Linked DNA regions of Ovis aries: region 2 is linked to region 1. Evidence: chromatin contacts called from public Hi-C data. All regions are on one chromosome and are shown on one strand. The core of a region is the stretch at or near the end of the contact, and the rest is flanking DNA. Distances in the headings are between cores, read along the strand shown.

Evidence for each region. Hi-C and Micro-C count contacts between places; a contact is called where the count stands out from the background.
Region 2: a contact with region 1 is called in a Hi-C map of liver, with 4 times the contacts expected there. The contact joins two enhancer-like sites. A contact is called at or near these places in 4 of 16 Hi-C or Micro-C datasets (liver, muscle, skin fibroblasts and 1 more).

What each region holds. Positions count from the first base shown.
Region 1 is chr26:37,866,428-37,869,647 of ARS-UI_Ramb_v3.0, reverse strand. The region is part of intron 3 of PSD3 (pleckstrin and Sec7 domain containing 3); the gene reads right to left. Among named protein-coding and RNA genes, the nearest start is that of PSD3, 180 kb to the right of the region's middle. Within about 2 kb of position 1,472, at least 2 of the 54 cell types and tissues checked have an H3K27ac peak or open chromatin away from gene starts, as enhancers often do. A contact at or near this core is called in liver, where this site is marked.
Region 2 is chr26:37,914,769-37,918,285 of ARS-UI_Ramb_v3.0, reverse strand. The region is part of intron 3 of PSD3 (pleckstrin and Sec7 domain containing 3); the gene reads right to left. Among named protein-coding and RNA genes, the nearest start is that of PSD3, 220 kb to the right of the region's middle. Within about 2 kb of position 2,040, at least 5 of the 54 cell types and tissues checked have an H3K27ac peak or open chromatin away from gene starts, as enhancers often do. A contact at or near this core is called in liver, where this site is marked.

The sequences.
Region 1 (3,220 bases), core at 223-2,722:
AGATTTCCCCTTCCGTCAGAGTCCTATGACTCAATTATGCTACTGTGCTTACCAAACAACTTCTTGGAAAGTAAGAGTTGTTGAAAAATGAAATTCAAAACAGCCTGTAAGTTATCATACGCAGAGAAAAGCAGTTCCACTGGTCCTTAACCAGTAGTCACGTGAAGGCCAAGCAAAAGAAACTACAGCTCCGTCTATTTAAACGTTTCCACTTTCATTGTCCACAGACTGAAGAGCCATAGGAAGAACCAACCTGCTTCATTTCTGTAAGTCGCTTTTTCTCAGCAGAGGTCTGGGAACAGAAGGCAAGAGAATCGGGGAGCAACTGCCACGTGACCTTCTTATGACTGCCCTCGGCTCAGCCCCCCACCCTCCTCCTATTGTTTCAGACCCCTCTCTCAACAACCTAAATCCCAGCTTCCTAGAAGAAAAAAAAAAAAAAAAAAAACAAGGAAAAGCATACTGATATTCAAACGTATAGAAAAGTCTAGGTCACTTCCATCGTGTGACGTAACTGTAAGTCAAAATGAGTGAGCTTTACATTCAATTTTAAATGGTGAATCTGCTGTATTTGAATTCCAATTAAGTACTTATAAATATATGGAATTCCTTACACAGTCCCTTTAGTATCCTTTTAGACACTGTATTTTTGAAGGAAAAATATACAATTTCCATCTCTTGAGCCAAACAACAATCCTGCTTCCAGTATTTTAGCCAACAGACATCTAAAATAATGCTTGCTGACAAATCAGTCATCCAGTTTCAGATTCCAAGACCCAGAGAATCTGAATACAAGAGCCAAAGTCCCGCAGCGCACAGTGCTAACTTTGAGGACATAGAAGCAGAGTGGTGGTGAAGATCACTCGACTGCCAAGTTTAAATCTCAGTTCTGCCGCTTACTGAGCTGTGTTACTTAACTTCTCCAGACTTCAGACACTACTGACCACATGGGGCTGTCATGGGGACTCAAGGTAACCTGTGTTAAAACAGTGACTAGATCTCAATAAACATTAGCTGTGACTGTAACAATGTATCATGCTTGAAAATATCACATAAAATTAGCATTTTCCCAAAAGTCAGGCCATCATTTGAAACTTAAAGGAAAATGCTGCCTCTCAGACAACCTACCTGAAACTACTATGTAAGAAAAAAGCTTTCAGCTCAGGTCAAAGTGTTCATTCTCCCACTTACCCTAACCTCAAAGATAAACTTCCCATAATGTCCATCAACATGTACAAACTATTCTGACTTATCTACTGGTCTGTGACCAGAGAAAAGCAAGTTTCAAACTATTAATAACAGATGGCTGTTCCCAGTTAAACAAGCCAGGAGAAATGAGTGGTTAGCCACGGCCAGGGCCTGGTGTTCCCACAGAGGCAGGGGAGAGAAGCTGGTGACTCCCTTCCTTATATCACAGGTGTCCCCAAGAGGGAAGGCACCCCGCCACCTCTGTGTCCTGGAGTGTCAACAAAATCCTGTCCACTGGCACCAACAGGGCCCCAGTTAGTTGACCTTCTGGGCACAGTGGAAAACAAGGATTGCAGGGACACGCGCTGTTTTATACAAATAAGATAGCAGAAGCAAAGATTCATTATTAGCGTTGGGAGTTAACACCTTATTTTCGAATGAGGCATGGGAATCCAGTAAACGAGCTTAAGAATAACTTCACTACATGATGGAAGTCTCTTTCCTCTCCCGTCTCCCCACTACCCCTTTCTGCAAAGTGTGACAGCAGTTCACATTACCACTGCAACCACTACAAGCAACACTATTTAAACTGGAGTCTGTGAAAAACGTCTTTGGAAGATGGACATGTAACTCAGAAACACGGAAAGGTACAAAGGGACACACACTCACAAAAAACAATAATAATAATGCTACTGCTAAAATTCTTTCCAGCAAATCTCTGAAACTGCAAAGAATACCACAAGCTGTCCAGGCAGGGACGCCAAGAACAAACGCTTTGGGCCATTTCATCTGGACCGTGCACCACGCGACACTGAGGTTCGGCTGATTTAACTGTGAAAGAGCTCCAGAAGAGCTGAGTGGCAGTACTCAACGTGGAAACACCTCCACTTACGTCAAGGGGAAGCCAGGGACCTCTCTGCCTGACCCAACTACGCGGTGCATGTCTGCTAAGTAGCGGCAGTCGTGTCCAACTCTTTGCGATGCTACGGACTGGAGCCCGCCAGACTGCTCTGTCCGTGGGATTCCCCAGGCAAGAATACTGGAGTGGGTTTCCACGACTGCACAGGGGGGTCCTAAATGCTGAGAACCACAGAAGCAGCAGTGACGGGACATGAGACTGGACCCCAAGGTCTATGAGCCTGAATCACATGTTCAGGTGAGGGGGCTTTGGTCACCTCCTGATCACTAGATTATTTCTCAGACTGTCTAAACTTCAGTCATGTCTGAATTCATGTCTAAAAAATCGAGAAGGATTACCATCCATTACTCATCTCCTGCTGCTGCTGCTGCTAAGTCGCTTTAGTCGTGTCCAACTCTGTGAGACCCCACAGACGGCAGCCCACTGGGCTCCGCCATCCCTGGGATTATCCAGGCAAGAACACTGGAGTGGGTTGCCATTTCCTTCTCCAATGCATGAAAGTGAAAAGTGAAAGTGAAGTCGCTCAGTCGTGTCCGACTCTTAGCGACCCCATCCATGGACTGCAGCCTACCAGGCTCCTCCATCCATGCGACTTTCCAGGCAAGAGTACTGGAGTTGCCTTCTCCAGCTCATCTGCTAACCGAACCCAAACCCAAAGAAATAATCTTTTCAGAATTGCCAAATGACAACATCACCTCAGATAAACCTCAAACAAACGAGCCTGGAGGCCAAAGTACATACATATTTTAACATTCACATGGTTTTTGCCTCGGCACTTCTTAACCAAGACTGGGATTAATCCATTACCACTGGAGTCTTAGTTTATGAATGATGTCAGATGACTCCAGAATGTCCAAAGGGGGTGGGGGGGGGGGGGGCAGGGAAAGAAACTCTAAAAGGAATAATGCTTTGGACACTTTTTAAAATATAATGCCAGGCTAAATCCCACTCATGTTTTCCATCACGGTCAGCAAACAGATAAATACCAAGGTTTTAGAAAGTGAATAGAGCCATTGATGGAAGGTTTCTCTGACGTTTTCTTTTTCAATGAGCTAATTTATTCTTACTTTTATTTCCAAATTCCCAAGGTATCTCACTTTTATAAGGGCTGGT
Region 2 (3,517 bases), core at 791-3,290, 48 kb before region 1:
AAGTCAGAGATTACCTACCTATTCTATTTACCGACACGTTCACCTGAGGCCGATAGCTCACACCAATTTATGAACAAAGATTACTGATGTGACCGATTACAGATCCCTAATTTTGCTGAGAATAATCATTTTCTGTATAAGAAAAAATTAATTAAAAACATAAGGAGTGATCGTATTAATACTTCCTTTATTTGGAACACCATAATCCAGCAAACACGTATTCAAAAGACAGAAAGTAGATTTTTCAGAATGGTCAAAGACAAATAGAAAAAACAGGCAGAAGACAAAAACAGCCTTTTTAAGAAATACATATTTTTAAATGATCAATATATTAAACGATGTTGAACAAACCAGTGAAATACCAATTTTTAAAATGTTACCAAACTTTACCCATCATAATGGAAAAGGTTAAAATATGTGACAATAAGATAATTTTCTCATGTAGAATCAACAGTAATTTATCTTTGGAAAAGATAAAGGAAGATAACAGTGAAGCACTTAGAAATGTCTGGAACATTTTAAGTGTCCAAGAGATGTCAGTTGCCGCTGTTAACATTATCATTATTACTGTATTACTACATTATTTCTGTACTGCTTGGTTTACACCTCTCTTACTTGTTCAACTATAAGCCCGTGGAGCACAGGAATTAAGTGTGTTTGTTTTAATAACATAATTGTTATTCAGGGACATTGTTGATGTATTCTCATTTCAGTAATATATCCTACCATCTTGAATATGCAATAACAAAATTTATTAATTTATCAATTTCTCACTATTATACATAATATTGTAGTGATCAACTTTATACACATTTCTTTACATTCTTTTCTGATAATTATTTCAGGAAAATCTTCTAGAAGTAGAATTGGGGGTCAAAGGAGCTGTCTTCCAGGGAGCCTATACAAACAGTGTCGAGTCTGTGTGTCCAGTCATGTCTGAAATCCAAACCAGTTCTTGGCATATTTAGACACCGAGTCAATCAGATGAATGGAACTAAAGAGAGGAAGTTGAGAAAAATGACTTTTCTGGGAAATCGTTAGCATTTGAAGAAAGGCAGGCCACTGGGGAAGTGCAGAACATGTTTGGCTAGCCTGACTGCGGGACGAAAAGGGAGATTAAGGAGAATGAGGCAGATCAGAGATTCTCCCGCTGCGGCGGGCTTCCACACACGTGCGGGCCTTGCTGCAATCTAGTGCTGATGCCATGGTCCACGTAGGGGCTGAGAGTCGGCATTTCTAACACGCTCCCAGGTGATGCCGAAGCTGCTGGCCCACGGATTGTACTTCAGTAGGAAAGAAGCAGATGACACAGAGAGGAAGCTTAGCACTCAAGAGTTTCAAATGTCAAGCTGAGCAGTTTGGACTTTTGTATTCAATTATCTGATAGTCGGTTTTAAGTGGGGGGATATATTACAAGATTCTGAGCAAAAGAGATCTAATCAGCAGAGGATAATCAAGAGAGAAAAGTCCTGATGTCAGTTACCTACCAAGCCTTTCTTAGGAGATGGCCTGTTCTGTTCTGTCACTTTGATATTTTCTCAACTTTGGTTAACGTTCTATACGAACCTGAGGTGATTTTGGCCAAGTATCAGTGCTTCACATACATCCCTCTCTAGACTATTTTTTAATAATGGAAGACAATCAACAAATAAAAACAAAAGGACGAGGGTTTTGCTCTTCCCTGACCTCCCCACCCCTACCTTGTCTGGCCCACTCAGCAGAGGACATGCCTCTAAAGCTACTGATCACCGCTTTATCTCCGCTTCTGGTGGCAACCAAGGGGTCCTGTTTATAAAAATGGCACAGGAGTCACCAACAGCCAAGTCTCCCCCACCGTGTCCCCACTCCCAGACCACTCCAACTCCAGCTGCTTCAGTTGCAGCGAGAGAGGAGTGCCACTCAGTAAGAAACAATACGGAGCACGCATCGACCACCTCAACACGCCTAATCCTCCGAGCAAACAATGACTCAGGAAAGTAGGCTGACCGACTGCACACAAAGGAGAAATGACTCTAACCTAGGGAGACACAAAGGTAAGAAGAGCCTCAGCGGGGTCCAAATCCCTGAAAGCTCCTCCCACGCCAGCCCACCCATCTCTGCCCTCTGCACCCATCACGAGCATTGGGCCAGAAGCCAGCTCTTGCAGAATTTCTTTCCACTCCCTCACGACAGCCTGGGAACAGAAGGGGGTGGGGGCGGTGGGCTGTAAAGGAGAGACGGAATTGGGGAAGTAGGCTGAACTCAACATGGATCTCAACCACTGTGGGGGACATCCTCTCATCCTCACAGCAATACTTCAGAATACCCAGCAGTTTTCAAGGCTCCCACGAGGCTCTCGAGCAGGAAATCCCTGCCTGCCGAAGCTCATGAGATCACCCAGTTAATAATGAATGCACTGGCACGTGGGCACAGAATACAGCCAGCATGATTGAGAAACACAGCAACCTCTGCACTGGCAAAGAGTCTTAGGTCATGACCCGGGAGGGAAACTGCAGCTGTGCAGATGTGATTTACAAAAGGTTCTTCAGATATCAGAGTAATCATAAAATAAGGGAAATCATAAAACAACGGAAAGCTGTCCAATACAGACCAACTAACCTGAATAAAGACAAATTATGAACACACATCAGGAAATGCGCGTATACACTACGGATCACCGTTGATCACTAGCTGACAGTAAAATGCTCCTTCCGTGACGCCGCTAACATAACAGGGCTGTTACAGATGCAGGGTGCTAAGCCACTGTTATACTCTACGTATGTAACTAACACATTCAGTTAGATCCATATTAGAGTTCCAAGCCTAATTGAAAAGAATAATGAAGATGATTTAAGAAGCTGAAAATGAGACTTCTGGAGGGAGTAAAAGGACTTAGCAAATGCAAAAAAAATTCTGAGCGGTAATCGTACTCCTAAAGACTAAAAGTTAGAGAGAATACAGTACATATTAGCAGACATTTTACAGCTCCACTCAAAAATGGAAAAATTCAGCAAAAAAGGAACTTCAGCTAAACATGAAAGAGAACTCTCTAAGGGTAAGCATTGTTAATGAAGCAGTGACAGAAACAGAACTATCCTTTTTAATTAGTCAGCTTCTTTACATGGTGGTCAATACCATGGAACACCAACATAAGACAGAGAAGGTTACAATTTAAACTCTCTAAAGACAAAAACACAAAACAGAAGAGTCCTAAAAATTATATATATATGGACGGTATCTGTAGATATAAACCTTTATATCTACAGAGGTCTTTAAAATTGCCAGAAAGGCATTTTATTTGTCCTGGGTCAAACAGCATGATAAATCAGGTATCTGCCCCACAAAACTGTTTCTAAGTCCTAGTCAGTGGGGTACGGCCCCTCCACTCCCCTGAGCTCACGCCTTCAGGGCACTGGCGTGGCCCGCTTCCCTGAGGAACCATGTAAAACTGACAACACTGAGTTTCATTTCACAAACATTTTATATCAGCTTCGAAATGAAGATAGGTCACTTGCGATTCTTAAAACACCACCATACC